5 separate regions of the Mus musculus genome follow, and all the other regions are linked to region 3. Evidence: chromatin contacts called from public Hi-C and HiChIP or PLAC-seq data. All regions are on one chromosome and are shown on one strand. The core of a region is the stretch at or near the end of the contact, and the rest is flanking DNA. Distances in the headings are between cores, read along the strand shown.

Region 1 (2,700 bases), core at 48-2,547, 460 kb after region 3:
CCAAGTGGCTCTTGGCTTTGTTATCACACCTATAGAGCAGTCAGCTCACATTTAAGAAAAGTTACCCCTTCATTAGTGTGAGAACTGAGAAGAGGAAGGGAAACTGCTGCTTGAGTAATGAACCATCTTCAGCAAAGAGCTAGGAAGAGCCAGTACTTAACACATACATGTCGAAACAAAGGCTGTTTCCACAGCCCTCTAGTGCTGCTCCTGGTAATTTCTATTAAGAAAAAGTCCAGACACATAATCAGAAATGTATAGGAGAGCTAAAACCCATTATAAATAAATAAAGTAAGCACTGAATAATGGGATTTGTTGATAGTAACATCTCAGGTCCTTGCAAGTTTGTAGAGCAGACAGGATTCCTAAAAGATCCCAAGATAACTGGAGGGTAGCATCTATTATAGTAACTGTCATAGACTGTTCTGAAGAGATCAGAGAGGTAAGTAAATTAGGAACATGTAAAACAAATGTGTTTATTGTTATCTATTATTTATGACTCTTTTGATAGCTGGTAGTTCATTTGACTATGCTTCTACGTAAACCAATTTAAATTAATTCAGCTAGCAAATTGAATAATGCTATATCAACTGCTTTGTTGCAATCAAGATATATTGCATATACTTGGCTCTCTTAATCTTCTAACTATATTTTCTAATGTTGATGGATAATTGCCTTTAAGTGCATCCTTGCCCTCTCTGCTTTTAGGCCTGTTTGATAAAAACATTACTGGAAGTGGTATGTTCCCAGACCATTTTGAGAATGCAATTTGCCTCAATTCTCCTATCAGGAGCATCAGTATAATCTGAAGACTATGAAGGCAATTAGCTCTCTCTAATGGTCTTTGCTTCTCTTAAATAATGATAAAAGGGGGGTTATTGGATAAGAGGAAAACAGAATTCAACATTTAACTGCCTACTGTTTTCTCCATTTTGGTGTTCACTAAAGTTTATGATGCAAACCGCTCAGAAGGAAAAGAACACCCCTCAAAGATTTGTGTGCAGAATCAACAAACGCAGATACAGTACAGTCAGGGCCATAACTTCTCCCAAATAAGTTTACAACTGTGACAGGCATGTCTGCTTTCCTTTAGATATTCCGGAACATTGTATTAAGATCTACGAGGAGGCTGTGAAGAGACAGTGCTGCGAAGAATCTTGCTTTGCAGAAGAGAATTAACAACAAAGCTGAAAACATTTCATTAATTAATGCCTGAAATTCCCAGTCTCGTTGCAAGGGAGGACAGACTTGGAATTCTAAACTGTTTTTCACTTCCTGTCTCTTTTTAAACAGTTCGCTAGGAATTATAAGTGGTTTTAAAATCTTAGCTTTTGTGTGCTGCTATTTGAGACAGGAAATCTCTTTAATTTTCATTTTTGTTACCAGTGGCTTATACCTTAAATGTTTGATGCTAGAATTCTTTGGTTTATGGTTATTTATGGCCTTTTTTTATTTGAGGTTAGAGTTTAAATATTTGAACTTTTTTTGGTGTCATCCCTAATTAAACAAATCAAAATTTAAAAATCTGAGACATTACTATTGGTGACTGTGGTGGAAAATGATCCTTAGCTTGCACCAATTGTCAGCATGGGTTTCTTGATGTACTTATAGACAAATAGAGTCTCAACCCTGCTTGATCATTAGCAATGACCAGACCCAAATGTTGGTGCAGCATGTAGATTACCTTCTGGGTAAGAGAGAGAGGACGCCTTCCTTGTTTCAAACCACAGGAAAAAAAAATATGTGTCGAAAGTAGCATTGCTTACTATCTTGAAAAACTAACCACAAAAGCTGATAGATTGACAAATATAGTAAAGGAAATCACAGACTGATGACTCTGGCAAACCTCATGTGAGAAGGAAAAACAAGAAGCAAACAAAAATAAAATACTCCTATTTGCTAAATGAGAATGTTGATATATGATTATATTGTATTTATCTTAAGTTGGCATGAAAGCCTTTATCTAGTGCTGTGTCTGTGTGTGTGTGTGTGTGTGTGTGTGTGTGTGTGTGTGTGTGTAATAAAATGTATTTTTGTGTATCTGGACCAAACTCAAAATGAGATCATGTATGAGAAAATATTTTTATGTTTTGTAATGCACTTAAAATGAAAGATTTATTACGTATAGATTTCAGTAGACCCAAGAAACAAGACATCCCTTCAGCAGTATCAGATGGAATTATCCACTTGGAAGAACATTATTTGGATCTTCACTGATGTAATCATATTGCTGTCATATAATTTCCTAAACCAAATCCTTCCATAAACGGAAAACTGTAAATCACAAAATATTTACCAGGGAAACCAAAATGACTGTCTCAGACATCTCAGAATGCTTGCATTCAGCAAGATTATAAAGTATATAAATATGTATCACAGTTGTTTGGAAATCTGTGTGATCTATTTTCAGGTTAAGTGCTTTCTATGCATGCAAACAGACAGAAAGAGAGACATCATGGACATATGTACATATATGAGCTTTTAAAAGATAAAATTATGTACAGGCTTTGCATGGTAACCATTCCTTTTATTTTGCAAAAAAGTTATTGTTTTGATAGAGATTTTTTTTATACACCACTCAAAAAGTATTTTTACTCACAAGCATTATTTTTGTAGACATGGCAAGGTACAAATAAACGTTTTCTCTGGTGTAAGTTCCAGATTTTATGACACCAGATTGTAATTGTTTGTAAATGTTCC
Region 2 (2,700 bases), core at 77-2,576, 480 kb before region 3:
TTGTGCGATACTGAAGGGCCCTTTCCCTTAACCATACACTTTGCCTGTAATAGCTGCCTGGAATTCTCTCCACGCTGGGATAGTAATGCTGATAGACGCAGAACAACTAATCCCATGTTAAACACCAGCTGAACGAGAAAAGGCTCTCAATTCAGAGGGCAGGGCCCCAGGCCACTCCCTCTAGTGCATTACCAATAACTAACTTTGCTGCATCCAGCTGTAATTTTGTCTTTTGAACTCTGTCATGGATTTTTTTTTGTTTTATTTTATTTTTTATTGGTTATTTTATTTCTTTACATTTCAAATGTGATCCATCTTCTTGGTTTCCCCTTTGCAAATCCTCTATCCCGTCCCTCCTCCCCCTGCTTCTATGAGGGTGCTCCCCCACCTACCCACCCACTCCTGCCTTAGCATCCTAGCATTCCCCTACAGTGGGGCATCAAGCCTCCATAGTACCAAAGGCTTCCCCTCCCATTGATGTCAGATAAGGCAATCCTCTGTACATATGCAGCTGGAGCCATGGGTCCCTCCATGTGTACTCTTTGGTTGGTGGTTTAGTCCCTGGGAGTTCTGAGAGGGTCTGGTTGGTTGGTATTGTTGTTCTTCCTATGGGGTTGCAAACCCCTTCAGCTCCTTTAGTCCTCCCCCTAACTTGTGGTCTCGTGCTCAGTCCAATGATTGACTGCAAGCATCCACCTCTGTATTGGTCAGGCACTGGCAAAGCCTCTCAGGAGACAGCCATATCAGGGTTCTCTCAGCAAGCACTTCTTGGCATCTGCAATAGTGTCTGGGTTTAGTGCCTGCATATGGAATGGATCCCCAGGTGGAGCGGTCTCCATGGTTTATTTTATTTTATTTCACACACAGACTATGTTATATTTCATGTCCCCATTTTTCTCAACAAACTACGTATAAATTCAAGGCATCTTGCTAGTCATGTCATCAAAAAGACAGACCAAGGAAGACCCTTATGGATTCCAGGATTGTCAGGAATAGTGACACAGCCCGTGCTTGATGTGTTCTTGATACAGATTCGAAGTGTGGCAGCCAACTTATGTGTGGATAGCAAGCATGGAGCCACAGGGACCGAGCTCAGGCTGGACGTCTGTGTCAAGGATGGCTCTGAAAGGACATGGTCTCACGAACAGGTGAGTCAGAAATCATGGGAGTGGAGGCTGGGGGGGGGGGCCTGCGGGGCGGGGGGCGGGGCTGAGGGGATCATGGAGGGACAGGATGGGGAGAAGCTTCTGGGTACATTTGGGACTTGGATGAAGTCATGGTTTGTCACCAATCAGATCTGTAATTAGTGAGTCATTGCCAGCCTCTGCTTCTGTTTCTTGTCAGCAGAATCATGATAATCAACTTATTTCAACTTGCAGACCAAGGATTAGTGCAGTGCGATCGCTCAACCAGTAAAGTTCTTGCCGTGCACGCATTAGGACTTGAGTCTGCTCTTCCAGAGCCCAAATTTTCAAGGCTAAGTGTGTTGGCATGTGCATGGAGTCCCAGATCTGGTGAAGCAGAGACAGGCAGATCAATAGCAACTGATAGCCAAGTACCCTGGCTTACATGGTGAGTTCTAGGCCAGGAAGACCCTCTAAGGGAGAGGTAGACAGCAGCTGAGGAAGAACGCTTGAGGTTGTCCTCTGTGTGTGTGCATATGACATGAAAGCAAAATAGCAGCTCTTGCAAGGACAGGGGTGACCAGTAATAAGAAGCTAAAACCATGAGCGAGAGGAGCGAGAGTGCAGACAAATAAAAGACAAAGCATGTTCAGAAATGCTACAATGAAGCCCATTATTCTGTGTGCTAACCTTTGTTTGTATGTACATGTGTTTATGTGCATGCACACTCTATGCACATGCAAAGAGACTATGCATAGAGGCAGTTATTCTTCTGAGAGTCTCACCCTGATTCTGGGGCTTGCATTTTCTTCCTAGGCTGGAAACCAGTAGAACCTAGCATTCTGCTCTCTCCATCTCACTTCCTCAGAGCTGGGGTCACAGGCACAGGTCTGTGCATGGCTCTGGAGTTCCTAACTGGTCCTCGTGAATGTTCAAAAAGACCTCTTGACCACTGAGCCCCTTGCACACTAACTCGTAAAACTAATTTTTTAATAAAGGAGGTGATAAAATTGATCAATGTGATGTAATCTTACTGCCTTCCCCACAGTGGAAGTTTTCAAGACAATGAGCCCGGAAAGGCTAGGTAACTCATCAAAAAAACAAAACAAAACAAAACAAACTAAAACAACAACAACAACAAAAAACCTGTCTTGTGTTTGAGACTTCAGTTAACTTTAATTTTTCCTCCTGGCTTTGTATTAAAGGTAATTCATGGCCCTCCTGTTGTGAGTGTGGTTTTTAATCATGAAGGTGAAGGACATCTGAGGCAGCAGCACCTGTCTTAGTTAGGGTTTTACTGCTGTGAACAGACACCATGACCAAGGCAAGTCTTATAAAGGACAACATTTAATTAGGGCCAGCTTACAGGTTCAGAGGTTCCGTCCATTATCATCAAGGCAGGAACAGGGCATCGTCAAGGTGCAGGAGGCGCTGAGAGTTCTGCATCTTCATTTGAAGGCTGCTAGTGGAAGACTGACTTCCAGGCAGCTAAGTCGAGGGTCTTAAAGCCCACATCCAGAGTGTCATGGCTACTCCAACAAGGCCACACCTACTCCAACAGGGCCACACCTTCTAA
Region 3 (2,700 bases), core at 116-2,615:
GTAGCTGGTGGCCAGGCGCAGTGTCTTGATCTTGGAGAGTTTGGTGTCGGCGGGCACGTTGGGGATGCACTCGCGCAGCTCGGCGAAGGCGCTGTTGATGCTCTGAGTCCTGCGCCGCTCCTTGCGGTTGGCGGTGCCCCGGCGCTTCACCGGGCGCGGCCCCCCCAGGCCGGGAGGCCCGGCGCCGGGCGGCACTCCCCCATAATGGGAGTGGTCCAGGCCCGCGGCACCGCTGGCGTACTCGGGGCTGTAGGACAGGGCCATACTGTAGTCGGGGGGCGACATCTCCGGGTGGCCAATAAGCCAGCCGTGGAAGTAGGGGTTCTCCTCGTGGCTGCAGCGGCTGGCGGCGGCGGCGGCAGCGGCGGCGGCGGCTGCGGCGAATGGGTAGCCCTCATGGTGCACCACGGGGTGGTGGGGAAAGCCCCCCACCAGACTCATCTCGCCTTCCGTGGCCCTCCACGCGCCCCAGCGTGCGCGCAGCCCCGCCGCGCCCTCCGATCGGGCTCCGACCTCGGCGATCGGCGGCCTTCCCCACCCCCCACCCCCCAACCCCCGGGCTCCCGGGCCGGCCCTGCAGCCGCAGAGGGGGCCGCTGCAGCCCGGGGCCCGCGCCTGGCCCGCCGGGCCCGCCTCAGCTGTGCCGCGGCCGCCGGCTCCCCATGGGGCGCGGCGAGCTGGTCCCGGCACGGTGCGCCCTTGCTGGCCGCCGCCGCCCGCCCAGCTCTACAGCCCGCGCGCCGGCTCCCGCGTTCCCCGCTGCAGCGACCAGGCAGAGCGCTCCGGTGCTCATGCAAAAGTGCCGGCCGGCTCCCGCGAGGCAGTCCCGCAGACGCCGGCCACGGGACTCCTGACTCCGAAGATGACCTGGAATCCGGGGCGAGTCCAAGCTGGGGCTGCAGGAGCCGGCCCGGCTGTGCCGGGAGGCGGCGGGGTCGCAGCTTAGCGTGGAGCTACCTCGGTGCGACCCTCCCCCTTCCTGCCCCTTCCCCTCCCCCACCAGCTCGATCTGGGTTCTTGGGCGCTTATTGTTTTAATAAAAATTATTTGGTTGTTGTTTTGGTCCTTGAGTGTGATTTGTTTTTAAAGCTGTAAGGAACGTGTCCGTCCTCGCTCCTCAGGCTCTCTCGGAGGCTTTGCAGAGAGGTCTCAGCGCATCCATTTTCTAAGATCCTCTCCTCTCCGGACAAGAATCTTGGGCCCTTGAAGGCACCTCGGAGCTGGGAAGCGGCGAATGGACTCTCGGAGGGGTGTGCTCAGACAGTGGCCGCGGAAGCTCCTGGGTGGCAGCGGCGGCGGTTCTCTTGGGCTGGACGCGGTGAGGGGAGCAAGCCGATTTTCCCAGCAAGATCTCCATGTACAGCTACATCTTTAGGGCCGCTCGGGTTAATATATGTCGTCAGAGGCTCCTCACGCCAATCCCGGGGCGGCGGGGGCGGCGCCTCGCGCTCTCCGCAATAAAACTTTTTGATGTTCACGTTGCTAATTGCCGAGGTCCTCTTCTAGGATTGGTTGTCCACTCATAACCATAAGATAATTAAAACGGGGGGGGGCAGGGTAAAAAAAAAACCCTTTTATCAGCCATAGGTTAATGCAAGTGTTTAACAGATGCTTCGCTATTAAAATATTTCCCCCCAATACTGAAGAATCTTAAACCAGGTACAGTATTATTTCGCTTTCTTTTCTGATTACAGGGGTGGGGTGAATAGAGAAAGGAACGCAGATTATGCCTTTTCAAGTGTTTTGTAGGTAACCGAGGCAGAAAACTGAGCCGACAGTCTCCTATAGTTTTGTGCTGGGCTGGGGAGGGGATTTGGGGTGGGTGGTGGTGGCGACAAGAGTCTGGAGGTGGCGGTATGGAATCCCATTAAGGTGCGATTGGGAGTGAGCCGAGTCTCTTTGACCAGGCTAGAGCGCCAGCGCTCCTCTGACCCGGCACACTTTGGCAAAGTTGCAGTGGCCTGTTTGCTTAGGCACTGAAGTGGATGACCCAAGTTAGGATGACAACTTGCAGAGAACGCGGATGAGACCTTCAGTTTGTGCCCACACTCATTTGCAGCAACCCTAACAGAGATTGCGAAGATTTTCAAAGTGGGGCACCTCGATTTCTCGAATCTGTGGTGTGGCGAATATCCGTGTTCCTCCTGCTTAACTAGCCTGTTTGGTAAGTAACTGAATAGTTTTTACAGCGTGTTCGGAGCTTATTTTCTAGTTTTTATGAACAAACATATAAATATATCTCTGCATTCCTGCCTCCCTCATAAAAGCGGGCATCTGTGGAAAGCAGGTTTAGTTATCGGAGGGGAGCCATTAAACGGACGTTTAAGAGACAGGCAGGGAGGAAGGCTCGTGGATGTTTAGACTGCTTGCCTTGGCGATCTTGAACGCATTAGAACGGAAAATGGATCTCCACTTGTAAGTTAGCGGGCCTCGGGGCACCTAGGAGATTCCCCAGCAGCGCGGGATAGGGGCGGTCAGTGGAAGGAGGCAAAACCACCCTCCGGCTGGCCTGTATGAGGATCTCTTCTTTTCACTCACACGAAGAAGGTCCCTGTGTAATAGGGTGTCAACAGAAGCCCTTAGGCTGTAAATTTGATCACACCGATAGCTGGCCTTGGACCTGAGGAGGCAAGCAGAGGGGACACAAGTGACTCCCACCGTTGGCATCGCTTTTTGGAGGCAGAAGCACTCTGGTCCCAG
Region 4 (2,700 bases), core at 158-2,657, 310 kb after region 3:
TTCTAAATTCATAGATTGGAGTCCAAACTCCTACCATGTATGGGTAGTTAGAGACCTTTTAAAAGGTAACTGGTGTTGAATAGAGCTCTAAGCACTGGTGACTGATAAGAAAATCCCAGGAGTGTGTATGTGCAGAGAAGACACCTCCGAGAAGATCATCCACAAACCAGGACAAGGGTCTGCAGAGATACCAACCTCATAGGCAACTGGACCTCGGGCTTCTAGCTGCCATCCCTATGAAAATGGGAATTGTGCTGTTTAAGCAAAAGAAAGAAAAATGACAGTTGCTTCCTTCTTTGTAATGACCACATACTGACTTTTATATTTTCTGCGTTCCAGCAACATCCAATCATCCATTCACATGAAAGTCAAACTGTTTAGAAATAGGAAAGCAATTCTATTTATAGTTGGGTGTCTGATCTTGTGTTGTGTGAAATAGCTGTCAACCTATTTATGTGATGGGTGAATAGATGGTGTTAAATTCTTTAATGATTGCATATATCTGTTCAATTGTTTTTCTTTAGGGTGGAAAACTTTCGGTGACAATAAATGTGGGAATCTTCAAAAACTCAAAAACTGCAACATTTTCCTAAAACGTGATTTGTCCACACAAAGATATATAGAATTGGCATGGTATTCCATTTCATCAAAATATTTTGTATTTTCTAGTCCTGTTTCTTAATTACATGTTTTAACATAGTTATAAAAATGTCATTTAAGAAAATCTAAAAATGAGTTTAGAATAAAAACATAATCAATCACAAATTTATAAAAGCACCATTAGTAGGATGATAGCTTAGCAAAATAACCAAAGTATTACCTAGTATATTATTTAGGAAAGTAAATACCTAAGATGTTCTGAAATATGAAACACATGAAGCAGAAGAGTATATTATTTAGAATGAGAAATCATGAAAGGCTATTCTCGGTAGAATTTGAATTTTTGGATTGAGTATCTTCTCCGCAATGTTTCTCTATAATGACAAAACTACGTAATAGGAATACAACTTATGCTATTCTATGGTAGGAACCTGGACTAAGTGATTATATTATATTTAATGTGAAGTAAAGGGTTAAATTTAACTGTGTCCTTAGTATGGTATTTTTAAGTAGGAATAGACTACTTAAAAATATACAATAATTCACTATTTAGTCAAACAAAACTGTTTGTTGCCTAAAAATTGAAATCATATACATTATTATATGTTATATGATATACATTCATTTTCATGCTAGGCAAAAATAAGCAATGCTTACTCTATGCTAAAGATCACATAAGGAAACTGGAAAAACAGGGAGGGGAGTCTGGGAGAGAGAATGCCTGAATTTATGCCAGATGTAGAGAGTGTCCCTTGGGGTGCATTCATTACAGACACGCACAATTAATCCTCCAGAGGCTCAGCTCACATCACGCCTTTCTTACCTGTTCATTGGCTGACACCTGCACATTAGGAGTGCACCTGGTCGAAATGCGAGTGACTCCCAACACCAGCTTGTAAAACCTTTTTTCTATTAATTTTCCTGTTTAAAATGTAGCAAAATAAACTCAGAAACAAAGAAAGACACCTACATAAACAAGTAGATTCCTGAAAGGCGCAAGTGGCCACTGGAAACAACCAAGTAAAAGGAAAAAAAAAAAAAAAGACCCAGGTGGAAGGAGAGTTTAAGGGGCCTCAGAGCACTGTGAAGGCTTCTCACAGTGGTACAGTTATAGAAACACCTGGTTCTGCAAATGGGCTTGTCCACTGGGAAAATGTTCCAGCATTCAGTGGGTCTCAGAGTAGCTTTAGGACCTCAAATAGGAGCTATGTGTCGACAGATAACTAAAAATACCTGGGATCTTGGGCCAAAGGATCCTGAACTACATAAACCTTTACTATGCCTTTTAACAAAGCTGAACTTAAATAGTAGCGAGACTTAACAGTTATTGAGACTTGCCTGACATAGAGAGTGTGCAGAGACTGAAGTTCACCTCTCGTTAATGTGGAGCCTGAAGTCATCATTAAGCCAAATAGGAAAAACCAAGTTATTGCCTGGATAGGGGTTTGGTATTTCTCTCTCTAATTAAGGTTCCAAGACTAGAATAATAATAACTTCACTGGGAAAGGGGGGTGATGGTGAGCACATGCCACGTGCCTTACTCTGGTGGGATTGTACTTTGTCCCAGACCATCTAGATTTGGATCTGTGCTGCCAATTCAAGGTACCATAAATACACAGTTCACTTACTTATGTATTTCATAATAACTATGATCACTAAATCATAAGTATAAGCATCAAAGATATCTCTTTATTTTCAGTTTCGTGGAGTATCTGAAGCACTCAGTTTGACAGCAGGACTAGAAGTTAACACATTAATAAAGTTAAAAATGACATTTCAAAGTAATGTACTACATGAACACACACACACACACACGAAACTGTGACTAGGGAGATGGATCAGTGGATGAAGCACTTGTAACACAAGTGTTCACTTCCACAGTACAGATTTCCAGCTACCACTTCTTATACCTTCCTTTGCTTTCCCTCTATCCCCAAGCCACGATTGATGCTGCCTGGATTATTCCAATAACCTGGCTACTCACTGCTTGGGCCCTTCCCCCTCCTCTAAAAGCATTAACCAATGACAAAGCTGAAACAGTTTTTTTTTTTTTTGTTGTTGTTGTTGATTGTACTTTCAAAAAGGAAAAGTATCTCCTTT
Region 5 (2,700 bases), core at 198-2,697, 330 kb before region 3:
TTTCAGTTTCACTTAAACAATGTTAAGAACTCAGAGGAACACCGGCTTTTACAACCGAATACCTGGTTATCATTTTCTAACTTTTTGGCCTTGCATATTTCAAGTTGTGGTGGCAAGGTCATCTTAGACTACTAACAGCAGTTGGGTGAGCTCCCATCACTTCAGCGATGAGGGCTACTTCCCAGCTATGCTCATAATCACAGTCAGTTTTCCATCTTCTCAATAGTGGACAACCATATCTGAATAACAATGCATATACTGTTGATCACTAGGGGAGACTTAACCAAGTTTCACTTGTTTCGAAAGCAAAATACATGCAGATAAGGCAATATTAGGATTAAAAAGGTCAATTTACGCCATCCTTAAACCTGCTACCGAAAAGCATTTGTTCAACAAATTGAGTAGTTTAGGGGTATGGCACACACTGCAGACTGTGATTTAAAGTGATTGACATCTTTGGCACAATGTACAAGGGAGAGGCGTGTAGCTAAACATTTGCCAATATCCTTTCCTGGAAAAGTCAGTTGTGAGAGAAGCAACGATGCATGTACGGAACGTTTTAAAAGCCCGAAATCCACTTTCCCCAGAGTAGGAACTTGCAAGTCCATTAACAGGGACCGTAGTGAGAATTAGCTAGTCGACTTGGCTTTCTAATTAGCCCAAGAGAGAAGGCAATACTGCCTTTCCAAGTGAGTCCTCTTTTAGTTCTGTGGTGTTTGCACATCTCACCTGGGCCTTTCGATTACAAATCCACCTCCTTAAGGAGCCCTGTGAAAAAACAAGATTAAAAAAAAAAAAAACAGCTATAAATCAGCCACGTGGAGTTACTGCTGCAGCAGCGGTGGCTGACTTCCTGGTTTCCTTCCTGCAAGCCTCTGGCTGGGGAGATTGAGCAGTGGGCGTCGGGAAGGGCAGGGCAGCCTAGGGCGTCTGCAGGTCCACCTGAGGGGCACCGGGCGGCAGCATCCTGGCAGGGCACGGGCGTCAAGGACAGAGTTTTGGTCCCTAATTACAATAAAAGTTTGGGGATCTGCAAGCTTTAGGAAGCGGAGCCTTAGGGCAAAGGCTAAGACCAGACCTGGGGGAAAGTGTTAAGTTAGTTCCAAGGTTACTAGGGACTCGCGGGTGGTGGGGGGTGGGTTCTCGCGGTCGCGGGTGGAGGAAGGGGGTACTGCGGAGCTAGAGCGGGCAGGTAGAGAGAAGGGAAGCCTGGAAAGCTACACACGCCGGCCGGTCGGAGCTCTGCGGAGGCCGGCGGAGGGGAGGGGGTGCGGCAGAGCAGTGCAGAGGCAGGCGCGGGGAGGGGGCGGAGGGGCGAGCCAGGGGAAGGTAAAGCCGAGGGGAGTTCCGGATCTGGTGCTGGAGAGGGCAGGCGGTGGGGAGGGCGGCGGGCGTAGTGATCCGGGGGGGGGGGGGGGGGGAAGGAGGAGGAGGAGGAGGAGGGCCGGGGGAGGGGGAAGGAGGGAGGGGAGAGCGGTGGCGGCGGCTGCGCCGGGCTGTGTGTCTCTCGCCGCCGGAGGAAGATGAGGCTGAAGATCGGGTTCATCTTACGCAGTTTGCTGGTGGTGGGAAGCTTCCTGGGGCTCGTGGTCCTCTGGTCTTCCCTGTCCTCGCGGCCCGACGACCAGAGCCCACTGAGCAGGATGAGGGTGAGTGACCCGCCTGGCCCCCTCCGGCAGAGGCGACCTGCAACTTGTTTTTTTGCGCGCGCGCGTGAGTGTGTGTGTGTGTGTGTGTGTGTGTGTATGTGGCGGGAGCAAGGGGCGGCGGGGTCGCGGCCGCGTGGGCGCCGCAGCTCCGCAGGTGGCGCTGGCCCGGCGCCGGCCGATCGGGGGCGCCTAGCCCTACGCCGCGGGTACCCCTCGGCCGCCGCCGGCCCGCCCCCTGGCCGCCCCTTCCTCCCGCGCGTCCCCGCCCCGGGTTCAGCGCCGTCACCCGCGCTACTGCTGCTGCTGCCGCTACCGCGGCCGCCGCGGCGGCCGTGGTGGCGGCTATAGGCGGCCGCTCCAACGCCGGGACTGCCGGGGCGGAATCGCAGGACAGAGTCGGCTCCCCGGAGCCGAGGCTGCTCGGCGTCCGACTCGGGGCTACGACCCCCGCGCTGGCGGCAGGCGGGCGCGGGGTTGGTCCGAGCTGCGGCCTGTGGCGCGTGCAGGCCTGAAGGAGGCGAGATGCCGGCGCCGCCGCCGTGGTCCGGTGGAGCAGGCCCCGCGGTCCAGCCTCTCCTGTGGTCCCCGCCCAGTCCGGGTGCTCGCCGCGGGGGCGCCCCTAGCCTGTCCGCCTCGGGCTCCAGCCCACGGCGCCGCCTCTCCGCAACTCCCGTGGCCGGGAGCCGGGTGCAACGTGTAGCTGAGGCCTCGCCCCGCACCCCTTGTCCCTTCGATTCCCGGACAGGGGAGAGACACGTCCCCACCCGGATCGGCGTCCCTGCACCGGGGCGCCTGGGAGCCCCGGTCGCCCGCTGTGCTCCCTCGTCCTGCGGATCCGGAGCGGGCTCCAGTCCCCCGGCCCTACCTGGGCTGCTCCGGCCGAGGACCTAACTTGTGCCGGCTCCTGGCCGCCCCTCGCTGCCTGTTCCATCAGCCTGACGCCGAGAGGCGCGCTCCGCTGGGACGCATCCGTCTGCCGCCCTCGGCGCCGGCGTTAGTCTTGACAGTCCCGGCTTTGAGGGTTTAGTCAGGCTTCTCGGAACTTTAGTTA

What was found. Hi-C and Micro-C count contacts between places; a contact is called where the count stands out from the background. HiChIP or PLAC-seq counts read pairs in DNA pulled down with a chosen protein or histone mark.
Region 1: a contact with region 3 is called in a Hi-C map of the N1E-115 cell line, with 6 times the contacts expected there. The contact joins the enhancer-like site here to the promoter of Hand2 in region 3. A contact is called at or near these places in 5 of 39 promoter capture datasets (embryonic stem cells, liver, maxillary cranial neural crest and 1 more), 1 of 15 datasets of contacts at CTCF or cohesin (stem cell-derived epiblast-like cells), 4 of 484 Hi-C or Micro-C datasets (the N1E-115 cell line, gonadal supporting cells, nephron progenitors and 1 more), 11 of 115 datasets of contacts at active chromatin or transcription factors (astrocytes, craniofacial prominence, embryonic hindbrain and 5 more) and 2 of 9 other capture datasets (embryonic stem cells and embryonic tail).
Region 2: a Hi-C map of the N1E-115 cell line shows a contact between it and region 3, with 6 times the contacts expected there. The contact joins the enhancer-like site here to the promoter of Hand2 in region 3. A contact is called at or near these places in 7 of 39 promoter capture datasets (the 3T3-L1 cell line, embryonic stem cells, liver and 3 more), 5 of 484 Hi-C or Micro-C datasets (CD8 T cells, LSK cells, the N1E-115 cell line and 2 more), 12 of 115 datasets of contacts at active chromatin or transcription factors (bone marrow-derived macrophages, embryonic forebrain, embryonic midbrain and 5 more) and 1 of 9 other capture datasets (embryonic stem cells).
Region 4: a contact with region 3 is called in an H3K4me3 HiChIP or PLAC-seq map of embryonic limb bud, with 4 times the contacts expected there. The contact joins the enhancer-like site here to the promoter of Hand2 in region 3. A contact is called at or near these places in 2 of 484 Hi-C or Micro-C datasets (the N1E-115 cell line and uterus), 3 of 115 datasets of contacts at active chromatin or transcription factors (cardiomyocytes, embryonic limb bud and stem cell-derived neural progenitor cells) and 2 of 9 other capture datasets (embryonic stem cells and liver).
Region 5: an H3K27ac HiChIP or PLAC-seq map of embryonic stem cells shows a contact between it and region 3, with 3 times the contacts expected there. The contact joins the promoter of Galnt7 here to the promoter of Hand2 in region 3. A contact is called at or near these places in 2 of 39 promoter capture datasets (both in embryonic stem cells), 19 of 484 Hi-C or Micro-C datasets (cardiomyocytes, differentiating embryonic stem cells, embryonic stem cells and 3 more), 7 of 115 datasets of contacts at active chromatin or transcription factors (embryonic stem cells and stem cell-derived neural progenitor cells) and 1 of 9 other capture datasets (embryonic stem cells).

Annotation. Positions count from the first base shown.
Region 1 is chr8:56,859,753-56,862,452 of GRCm38.p6, reverse strand. No RefSeq gene overlaps it. Among named protein-coding and RNA genes, the nearest start is that of Gm33501, 28 kb to the left of the region's middle. Within about 2 kb of position 1,297, at least 1 of the 459 cell types and tissues checked has an H3K27ac peak or open chromatin away from gene starts, as enhancers often do. A contact at or near this core is called in the N1E-115 cell line, where this site is marked.
Region 2 is chr8:57,802,662-57,805,361 of GRCm38.p6, reverse strand. Galntl6 (UDP-N-acetyl-alpha-D-galactosamine:polypeptide N-acetylgalactosaminyltransferase-like 6) reads left to right here. Exons shown (of 12, transcript NM_175032.3): 10 at 1,032-1,148. It overlaps Gm2921 (predicted gene 2921), which reads right to left. Exons shown (of 2, transcript NR_165835.1): 2 at 2,454-2,700. Among named protein-coding and RNA genes, the nearest start is that of Gm2921, 4.1 kb to the right of the region's middle. Within about 2 kb of position 1,326, at least 5 of the 459 cell types and tissues checked have an H3K27ac peak or open chromatin away from gene starts, as enhancers often do. A contact at or near this core is called in the N1E-115 cell line, where this site is marked.
Region 3 is chr8:57,319,648-57,322,347 of GRCm38.p6, reverse strand. It overlaps Hand2 (heart and neural crest derivatives expressed 2), which reads right to left and starts at 1,365. Exons shown (of 2, transcript NM_010402.4): 1 at 1-1,365. The coding sequence starts at 441. It overlaps Hand2os1 (Hand2, opposite strand 1), which reads left to right and starts at 1,489. Exons shown (of 6, transcript NR_154048.1): 1 at 1,489-1,659; 2 at 2,060-2,164.
Region 4 is chr8:57,009,523-57,012,222 of GRCm38.p6, reverse strand. No RefSeq gene overlaps it. Among named protein-coding and RNA genes, the nearest start is that of Gm33501, 120 kb to the right of the region's middle. Within about 2 kb of position 1,407, at least 3 of the 459 cell types and tissues checked have an H3K27ac peak or open chromatin away from gene starts, as enhancers often do. A contact at or near this core is called in the N1E-115 cell line and embryonic limb bud, where this site is marked.
Region 5 is chr8:57,651,802-57,654,501 of GRCm38.p6, reverse strand. Galnt7 (polypeptide N-acetylgalactosaminyltransferase 7) reads left to right here and starts at 1,447. Exons shown (of 12, transcript NM_144731.4): 1 at 1,447-1,649. The coding sequence starts at 1,524. AW046200 (expressed sequence AW046200) reads right to left here. Exons shown (of 4, transcript NR_040698.1): 1 at 2,515-2,700.